2 separate regions of the Macaca mulatta genome follow, and region 2 is linked to region 1. The links are chromatin contacts, called in public Hi-C maps. All regions are on one chromosome and are shown on one strand. Each heading gives the region's core, a stretch centred on a gene start, on an enhancer-like site or on the middle of the called end of the contact. The rest is flanking DNA. Distances are from core to core; before and after follow the strand shown.

What was found. Hi-C and Micro-C count contacts between places; a contact is called where the count stands out from the background.
Region 2: a Hi-C map of fetal cortex germinal zone shows a contact between it and region 1, with 2.9 times the contacts expected there. The contact joins the enhancer-like site here to the promoter of C1H1orf198 in region 1. A contact is called at or near these places in 4 of 14 Hi-C or Micro-C datasets (cortical neurons, fetal cortex germinal zone, fetal cortical plate and 1 more).

The regions. Positions count from the first base shown.
Region 1 is chr1:18,168,055-18,172,197 of T2T-MMU8v2.0, reverse strand. It overlaps C1H1orf198 (chromosome 1 C1orf198 homolog), which reads right to left and starts at 1,376. Exons shown (of 4, transcript XM_015126081.3): 1 at 1,031-1,376. The coding sequence starts at 1,363.
Region 2 is chr1:18,229,047-18,233,039 of T2T-MMU8v2.0, reverse strand. The region is part of intron 19 of CAPN9 (calpain 9); the gene reads left to right. Among named protein-coding and RNA genes, the nearest start is that of CAPN9, 59 kb to the left of the region's middle. Within about 2 kb of position 1,784, at least 15 of the 40 cell types and tissues checked have an H3K27ac peak or open chromatin away from gene starts, as enhancers often do. A contact at or near this core is called in fetal cortex germinal zone and fetal cortical plate, where this site is marked.

The DNA.
Region 1 (4,143 bases), core at 127-2,626:
TAGCCTAAGAAACAGCCTTAACAGCAAGCAATTTCATTCTCATACTTTTTGCTCTGCTTGACTTTGCTCCTCATGGCAAAAGTTGAGTTTGAAAGGCCAAAGAGCCACAGTGCAAATTCTAATGGCACCAAACAAGCTTCGGTTAAACACATTTCTAAGAAAAAGAAGACCAAGTTTCTGAACCCCACAGAAGATTCAGGCCTTTGTGTCTAAGTGTGGGTCATCCCTGAGCTTTTTCTGGAACAGATTCGGCGTTTCTACTGCCCCTCCAGCAGTCTGGACAGTGCCTAGATCTGAGACCTAAACATGCCCTGTTATGTGGCCAAGACTTACTGGAGCTCATTTAAGCTTATCATCCCTTAGTTTTTTGGTGGAAAACAGGGTCACCGTGCTCACCCCTAAAACATACCCTGGACGTCGTGCTCACTTGGAAAACATCTTAGGGTGATGGATGGGTTTCCCTCCTTATCTTGGAAGACACCTTTTCTTTCCTGTTGCCTGGCTTGGCAATTTTACTTTCCCCATACATCTCATCACAAGTATTCATGTTAATATATATCATATGCTGAGTGCCTTCACGGGCAGGCACGGGATGGGCGTTATTATCCCTGTTTTACACAGTGGAAACTGAGGCTCTAAGAAGTTAATTCACCCACCGCCATACAAGTAGTAAGTAGCAGAGCTGGATTAAAACCCAGGTTTGTCTGGTTTAAAACTGCTTGTTGTTTCCACTTTGGTCAGCCTCGCTTACGACAGCTCCGGGAGAAGTCTCTGGAGTCCGTGCGAGCCGGCGGATCAGGTTTAGATGGAGGTTCTTTAACGACCCCACCTCTCGGCGATCTCTTAACCAACTCCCCCAGCGGAACTCCCATTCCCCGACCTTCGGCTCTGGGGCTCCCCTCCCACCCACTGCCATTCCTGCCTCTTCCTTTCCAGCCCCTAGCAGCTGGGGCGGCCTCACGCCGGCATGTGCCCCCCCGGGCCGGGGCGCCAGGCGGGGAAGAGGGTCCGCGGCCAGGCCCGCACCTACCTCGTCCCCGAAGCGCACCACCTTCTGGCCCGTGGGCCCGCGCAGGCCGGGGAAGCGCGTGAGCTCCTCCGAGTCCCCGGGGTCTCGGGGCGCCGGAGCGCGCGGCCCCACCAGGCACCGGTCGATGATCTCGTCCTGCTGCGCGGGCGGCAGCCGCGCCCACTCGGGCCCGTACTTCTCGCGGATCTTCTCCTTGTCCTGCATGATCTTCCTGGCCATGGGGCTCAGCGACGAGAAGTAAGTGAAGCGCTTTCGCTCCCGGTCGTCAAGAGGCCGGTTCCCGCTCATGACCGCCGAGCGCGAGGCCGCGATAGCCGCCGCCATGGACGCCATGCCCGGCCCGCCTGCCGCTCCCGGCCCGCGCCCCGCCCCGCGCTGTGCCCGCCCCCGCCCCGCCCCGCGCCGCCCAGAGCCCCGCCCCCTCCGGGAACCCCGCCCTGCACAGCCGCGGACCCGGGTCTCCCAGCCAACCCATCTCCCCAAGCCCCGGGACCCCGGCCCTCCGCGGCCCTCTCCCCGGGAGCTCCTCCCTCCGCTCCCCTCCCCCTGCCCCCCCTCGCGGACCCCAATGGGTCCCCCTTTACGCCTCCATAGTGGATTCCCGCGGTGCCAGCAGGTTTCGGGTTCCCCTTAGCCGGCTGAGGTGGTGGCCGGCGTGTCCCCGAGCCGGCGCTTGGCGCCCTGAGAGTGTGGCCGTGGTTAATTCCCGGTAGTGACCGCCATAGCGCCACGTGGCCACTGCTTGACAAAGGAAACTTTTTTCAACCTCCAGTGAGCCTAAGAAAGCCCCAGCATTTCGGGCCGAGCCGCTGGCTGCCTGGCTTCTGTTTTTACTCCTTTCCTTCTGTCCCTTTCCCGGACGAGCCACACCTTCTCTGCTTTCTCTGGGCCAGTCCGGGACGCTGGGCCCGGGGCCTGGCGCGGTGAGCTGCAGATAGCCGGGGCCGCAGGACAGCCCGGAGGCGGGAGGGAGACGTGGAAGGCTAGACCCGTGCGGGGCGTCTGGTTCTGGCTTCCCCTCAGGGCCGGGAGTGTGCATGAAGTAGCCGGTAGCCCAGGTGCCTTTCCCCAACCCAAGGAGCTCAGAACTCTTGGCAGTTCGATGTTCGCAAACAAACCCAAGAGGAGCAGAAAGTTTTCAGACTCAGAGGCGACATCCCAACAGTAGGGGGCCGGGGTTTGTAATTTTGAGGTGTGTCCCAGACCGCAAAATTTAAATTATAGAGAGCCCCTACTTCCCCCAGCCCCCTCTCTCTGTCTGACTTATTTTAACAAGACTAACAGGACTCAGATGAGAATTGTGTCCACTCGTAAAATAAAAAAAATAAAAAAACAGCATTTCAGCTGTTACTTAGAGTCTTTGCTTGGATAATTCTGAACACAGAGTAGAAATAACTTGCAAAGTCCTATTTTAAATGTGAGATGGCCTCATCTTCCGGCCCAGAAATCCTCAGAATATTTTTGGAATGTCATGAATGTGGCAGGCTCTACAGTTAAAGACATTATTATCAACAGTGTTCACAACATAATATATTGAAGCAGGGAAAGGCAAGAACCACCAAATATAGCCTCCACAGTAAGTGGCGGGTTGTTTATGAGACGGGAAGTTTAAGGACAGTTTTTTGGGGTATGAACTTCTGTTTAAGTTGATGCTACAGAGGCTCAGTACACTGACCTGAACCCCACTGATTTCTCTCCTCTAATCCTTGTTTAATAATGTAGGTAATATTTAAAGATGTATTCTTGAAATTTAATTAACATCCCCAGGCTTGCTTTGATATTCACATGAGAAGCTGCCTGTACCCTTAGAAACTTGGTCTCATGATGTTTTCAAAGCAGTTGTAGAAATAATTGTTGCTTTCAAAAAGAAAAAGCACAACCCCATGAGGTGTTCTGGGTCTGGCAATAATTGATTGTCAAAGAAGTTTTCAAGATAACAAAAGCATGAGATAATTCAGGGACATTGGCCAAAGTATGTAAAGTCTGTGATCTGAATGATAAGGGGGTAACTAAAAGAAAAATTCTTCCAGATTATAAGAAGAAACCCAGGGGAATTAAAATATGGCTCTAACAGATGACTTGGCTGAAATTAGAAACATTTTTTTACATATATCTTTATCTACTCCTGGAGGGAATAAAAATAGCCAAACTCCGGCCAGGCACGGTGGCTCACGCCTGTAATCCCAGCAGTTTGGGAGGCCGAGGTGGGCGGATCACGAGGTCAGGAGATTGAGACCATCCTGCCTAACATGGTGAAACCCCATCTCTACTAAAAATACAAAAATTAGCTGGGCGTGGTGGCATGTGCCTGTAATCCCAGCTACTGGGGAGGCTGAGGCAGGAGAATTGCTTGAACCGGGAAGTCGGAGGTTGCAGTGAGCCAAGATCGCACCACCACACTCTAGCCTGGCGACAGAGGGAGACTTGGTCTCAAAAAAACAAAAACAAAAAAACCCAAATTCCAAATATGTAATTAAGTGAGAGGATCTGAATGTTTACGTCCCCCAAAATTCATATGTTCAAATCCTAACTGGTAAGATGATGTGGAGCCTTTGGGGAGATGTTTAGGTCAGGAGGGCAGAGCCCTCATGAATGGGACTGGTTCCCCTATAAGAGACTCAAGGGAGCTCACTTGCCCCATCCACCGTGTGACCAGACAGCAAGAAGGTGCCATCAGAAAGCACAACCTATGAGCCAGGAAGCAGAGCCAGACCCCAAGTCTGCGGATGCCTTGATCTCAGACTTCCCAGCTTCCAGGTCTGTGAGAAATAAATTCCTATTAATGATAAGCCACTCCGTTTATAGTATTTTGTTATAGTGGCCCGAATAGGCCAAGACTTCAAGTAAAATAGTGCGGGATTGCTGTAGTACTAAGAACCTGTCTCAGTCCCTTTGGGACATGGTATCATAGACTGGGCGACTTCAGCAACAAATATGTATTTCTTACAGTTCTGGAGGCTGGAGGTCTGACATTAGCATGCTAGCGTGATCACATTCTGGTAAGAGCCCTCTTCTGGGTTTCAGACTGCCAGCTTCTTGTTATATCCTCACATGGTGGGAAAAGGGATACAGCAAGCTCTCTCATGACTCCTGTAGGGCACAAATCCCTTTCC
Region 2 (3,993 bases), core at 535-3,034, 60 kb before region 1:
TTCACACAAAAAGACAAAAGTTGAAAGTAAAAGGATGAAAAAGAGAGTACCATGCAAATACTGGCAATAGGAGAGCTTGAGTGCCTACATCAATATCTGAGAAAATAAAATTTAAGACAAGAAATATAATTGGAGACAAGAAATGATATTACAGTATTATAAAGGGTCAATTCATTAAGAATATATAATAATTACAAGTGTAATGGTACCTAATAGCAGAGTCTCAAAATTATGAAGCAAAAATTGATATAATTAAAAGAAGAAATGGATTATTTAGACTTAACAATTGTAGTTAGAGAGTTCAATAACCCATTAACCCATTTTTAATAACTGATAGAACAACTATTCAGAAAATTAACAAGGAAATAGAAGACATGAACAACACTATCAACCAACTTGACTAACTGACATTCATAGAACACTCTTCCCTCAAGTAATGAATGCACATTTTTTCAAAAGCACATGGAACATTCTCCAGGTTAGACCACATACTAGACCATAAAACTAATTTTTAATATATTTAAAAGAATTTAAATCACTCGGAGTATGTTCTCCAGCCACAAAGGAATTAAAATAGAAACAAAAATAAGTTTGGGAAATCCTCAAATTTTAGAAATTAACACATTTCTAAATAACTATGGGCTGAAGAGAAAAATTACAATGGAAATTAGAAAGATTTTGAACTGAATGAAACAAAAATAAAATATACTATGTATTTACACATGTCTATACACATCAACATTAATAGGATGAAGCTAAAGCAGGACTTAGAAAAGCCGAATGTTCTCAAAACAATAATTTAAGCTTCCATCTTAAGATTAGAGAAAGAGAGAAGCAAATTAAACCTTAAAAGGAAAGAAATAAAGACTAAAGCAGAAATCAATTGACTAGCAAAGAGAAAAATAATAGAGAACATCAAAGAAATGAAAAGGTGATTCTTAAAAAAGATTGCAAAATTGATAAACTTTTAACTAAACTGACCAAGAAAAAAAAGAGAAAACACAAATTAACAATCAAGAATCTAAGAGCAGGCATCACTGCTGACCCATCAGAAATTAAATGAATGATAAGTGAATGTTTTAAACAACTTTATGTCAACAAATTAGACAACTTAGATGGAATGGAAAAAATCCTAGAAAAAGATAAATTACCAGAACTACCTTCAGAGAATACTGAAAATCTGAATAGACCTATGCATTAGTCCACTGTCACACTCTAATAAAGACATACCTGAGACTGGTTAATTGGTAAAGGAAAGAGATTTAGTTGACTCACAGTTCAGCATGGCTGGAGAAGTCTCAGGAAACATATAATCATGGTGGAAGGTGAAGGGGAAGCAAGGTACCCTCTTCACAAAGCAGCAGGAAAGAGAAGTGCCAGCAGGGGAAATGCAAGACACTTATAAAACCATCAGATCTCATGAGACTCACTCATTACCATGACAACAGCATGGGGGAAACTGCCCCCATGATTCAATTAATCTCCACTTGGTCCTGCCCTTGACATATGGGGATTATAAGGATTAAATTCAAAGTGAGATGTGGGTGGGGACACAGAGCCAAACCATATCAACCTACAACATGAAACATATCATACCATATCAACCTATAACATTTTGGTCCTGAGACCAAATCCTTTGGACAGTGCCTGGAGAGAACCTCAAGTCGTAGTCATGTTTATCTGAAATACAGAGCATGCCTCCAGGCTCCTCTCCACCCTGTGCTGTGCAGAGCTACGCAGTGCACTGAGGGGCCAGGGCTTCAGAAAGCACAGAGCATGTGACCTGGTTGGCAGAGGTACCCGGTTCATTGGTGCCAGCCCAATTCAGTGTACTGGATCATTAGTAGAAACAAAGAACCATTCTACTGAGAGCCAAGACCGCCTGCCAAGTACCAGTGTGAAGGCTGCCTCGTCACCACAGCTGTGAATCAAGAGTAGGCTGTGCTTGCTACTGATGCCAGCCTGGGGCATTTTCCCAGCCCCACAGTGCCTTTCTGAGTGGGAGGAGAGGCAGAGGGTGAGACTCTCCTTGGCGCCTGAACAGTGCCTCTGATGGAAGAACGTAGCTCAGTGATAGTCCCGAGGAGGTTTATTGGTTCATTATCAGTAGGACTCTCCAAGGAAAGGGAACCACTGAACCATATGGAGCAACTGCAGGATCATGTAATGGAAGCAGCACTGAACCTAGAGTTTGAGTCCTGTATTCCAGTCTAGAACTTACCTCCAGCTAGCTGTGTGGACTTAACCATATCACTTAACCTCTTTGGGCCACCATGCACCTTGCAATTGTGTGCCTCTTTCTCTTCCTCTGGGAACTAGAAGGCCAGATCAAGTGTGGCTCAGTCCTGGTCTAACTGGACGGATGGAGAGAAGGTAGCAGAAGTGGGGCCAGCAAGCCTGAGAATTCATCTGATTCTCTGACAGCTCAGAGTTATGAGAAGAATGTGGTCATGCAGAAGATTCTCTGTAGACCACATCAGGACCTGGATTCTCAGAAAGCTGTACTCCTCCTGCCTTTCAACATCTCAACACACTCAGCTCCTACATTATACACACTTACCGGAACCCGACTTGTCTGTATGGGTTTAGCGTTCTCTCTTGTCCTTCCCAGCCTACCTTCTACATTCTAAAAAGAGAGTCACCCACCCGGACGATCTCCTTGCAGTCACTTTTCAATGCACTGAAAGAGCTTCCTTAGTCAGAACAGTGAACAGTATGTTTTCAAACAAAAGGGGCTCACTGCCCAGTGTGCTAGAAGCCAATGCTATATGACACCGCATTTCTGAGAAAAGAAAAGCTTTATACTGCAAGCTGATTCACAAGAAGACTAGAACGTCAAGCTCAAATCTGTCTTCTTGTGCTGGCTCCAAAGCAGTATTTTTATTAGAAAAGATTCTGAGATTAGTAGGTGATTGGTGGAGGAAAGAGGAAGTCTAGAAAGTCCTTGGGCATGTGTTTTTATCTCTCCATGCCTCCTCATGAGTTCCCTATGCAAATTTCAGGGGAATTAGTATGAAACATGTGGTGGAAATTCAGGCTGTGACATCAGCAAGCTCGTCCTGCACAGACTCCAATTGGCCGTGGTGGTTACAACTGATTTCAGCCAGTTTTTAAAAAATCTCGTAGGCAGAGGGAGTTTCAGTGTTTCAGCAAGTTCTTTTTTTACCTGCCATGCTGCAAACTCAAGAGTTTCTGTTAGTCATTGGTTTCGTTAACTATTTGGGGCACAGTTTCAACAGTGCCCTGAAAATGGCCCAATTCAGGGGACAGCGTCAGCCAGCATCCTGTGTGGGGTGTCTGCAATGTGAGATGCCATGGACCACCCCTTCCCCCATAAGACTGATTCCTACTCTGCACCTGACCCTGCCCTGGCATTCCCCTGCCTCCCTGGCTGCCCTTTCATAGTCTCATCATGCTTTCTCCTTGGGTTTACACCTAGTTTTTGGTGTTCTTCTCATCTCACTCTGTACACTGCTCCTGGTTCATGTTTGCTGTTCTAGTCTCCTTGTGAGCCAGCGTGCAGTATAAAACATGTATAAAGGATTATAAAGCTGTACTCCTCCTGCCTTTCAACATCTCAACACACTCAGCTCCTCCATTATACACACTTACCAGAACCCGACTTGTGTGTATGGGTTTAGCGTTCTCTCTTGTCCTTCCCAGTCTACCTTCTACATTCTAAAAAGAGAGTCACCCACCCGGACGTCTCCTTGCAGTCACAGGCATGGGAGGAAGCATGGAGACTTTATGGTTCCATCTCTATGTCACTTCCTCCCATGCCTGTGTCTTCACCCTGGCCTCTTTGGGCTCCTTGACAACACATGGTAGAGGAGAGTTGGGGCTGCTCTCACTCGCAGCTCCACCAGGTCTTCCCCAGCGGCCTCTGCTTGTGCACTCTGCGGATGCTGGATGCCCACTCTGCCAGCGCAGGAAGGCTGCAGAGTAACCCCGCTGCTTACAATAGTTCCTGCCTCCCTATTGCTCCCAGAAAAA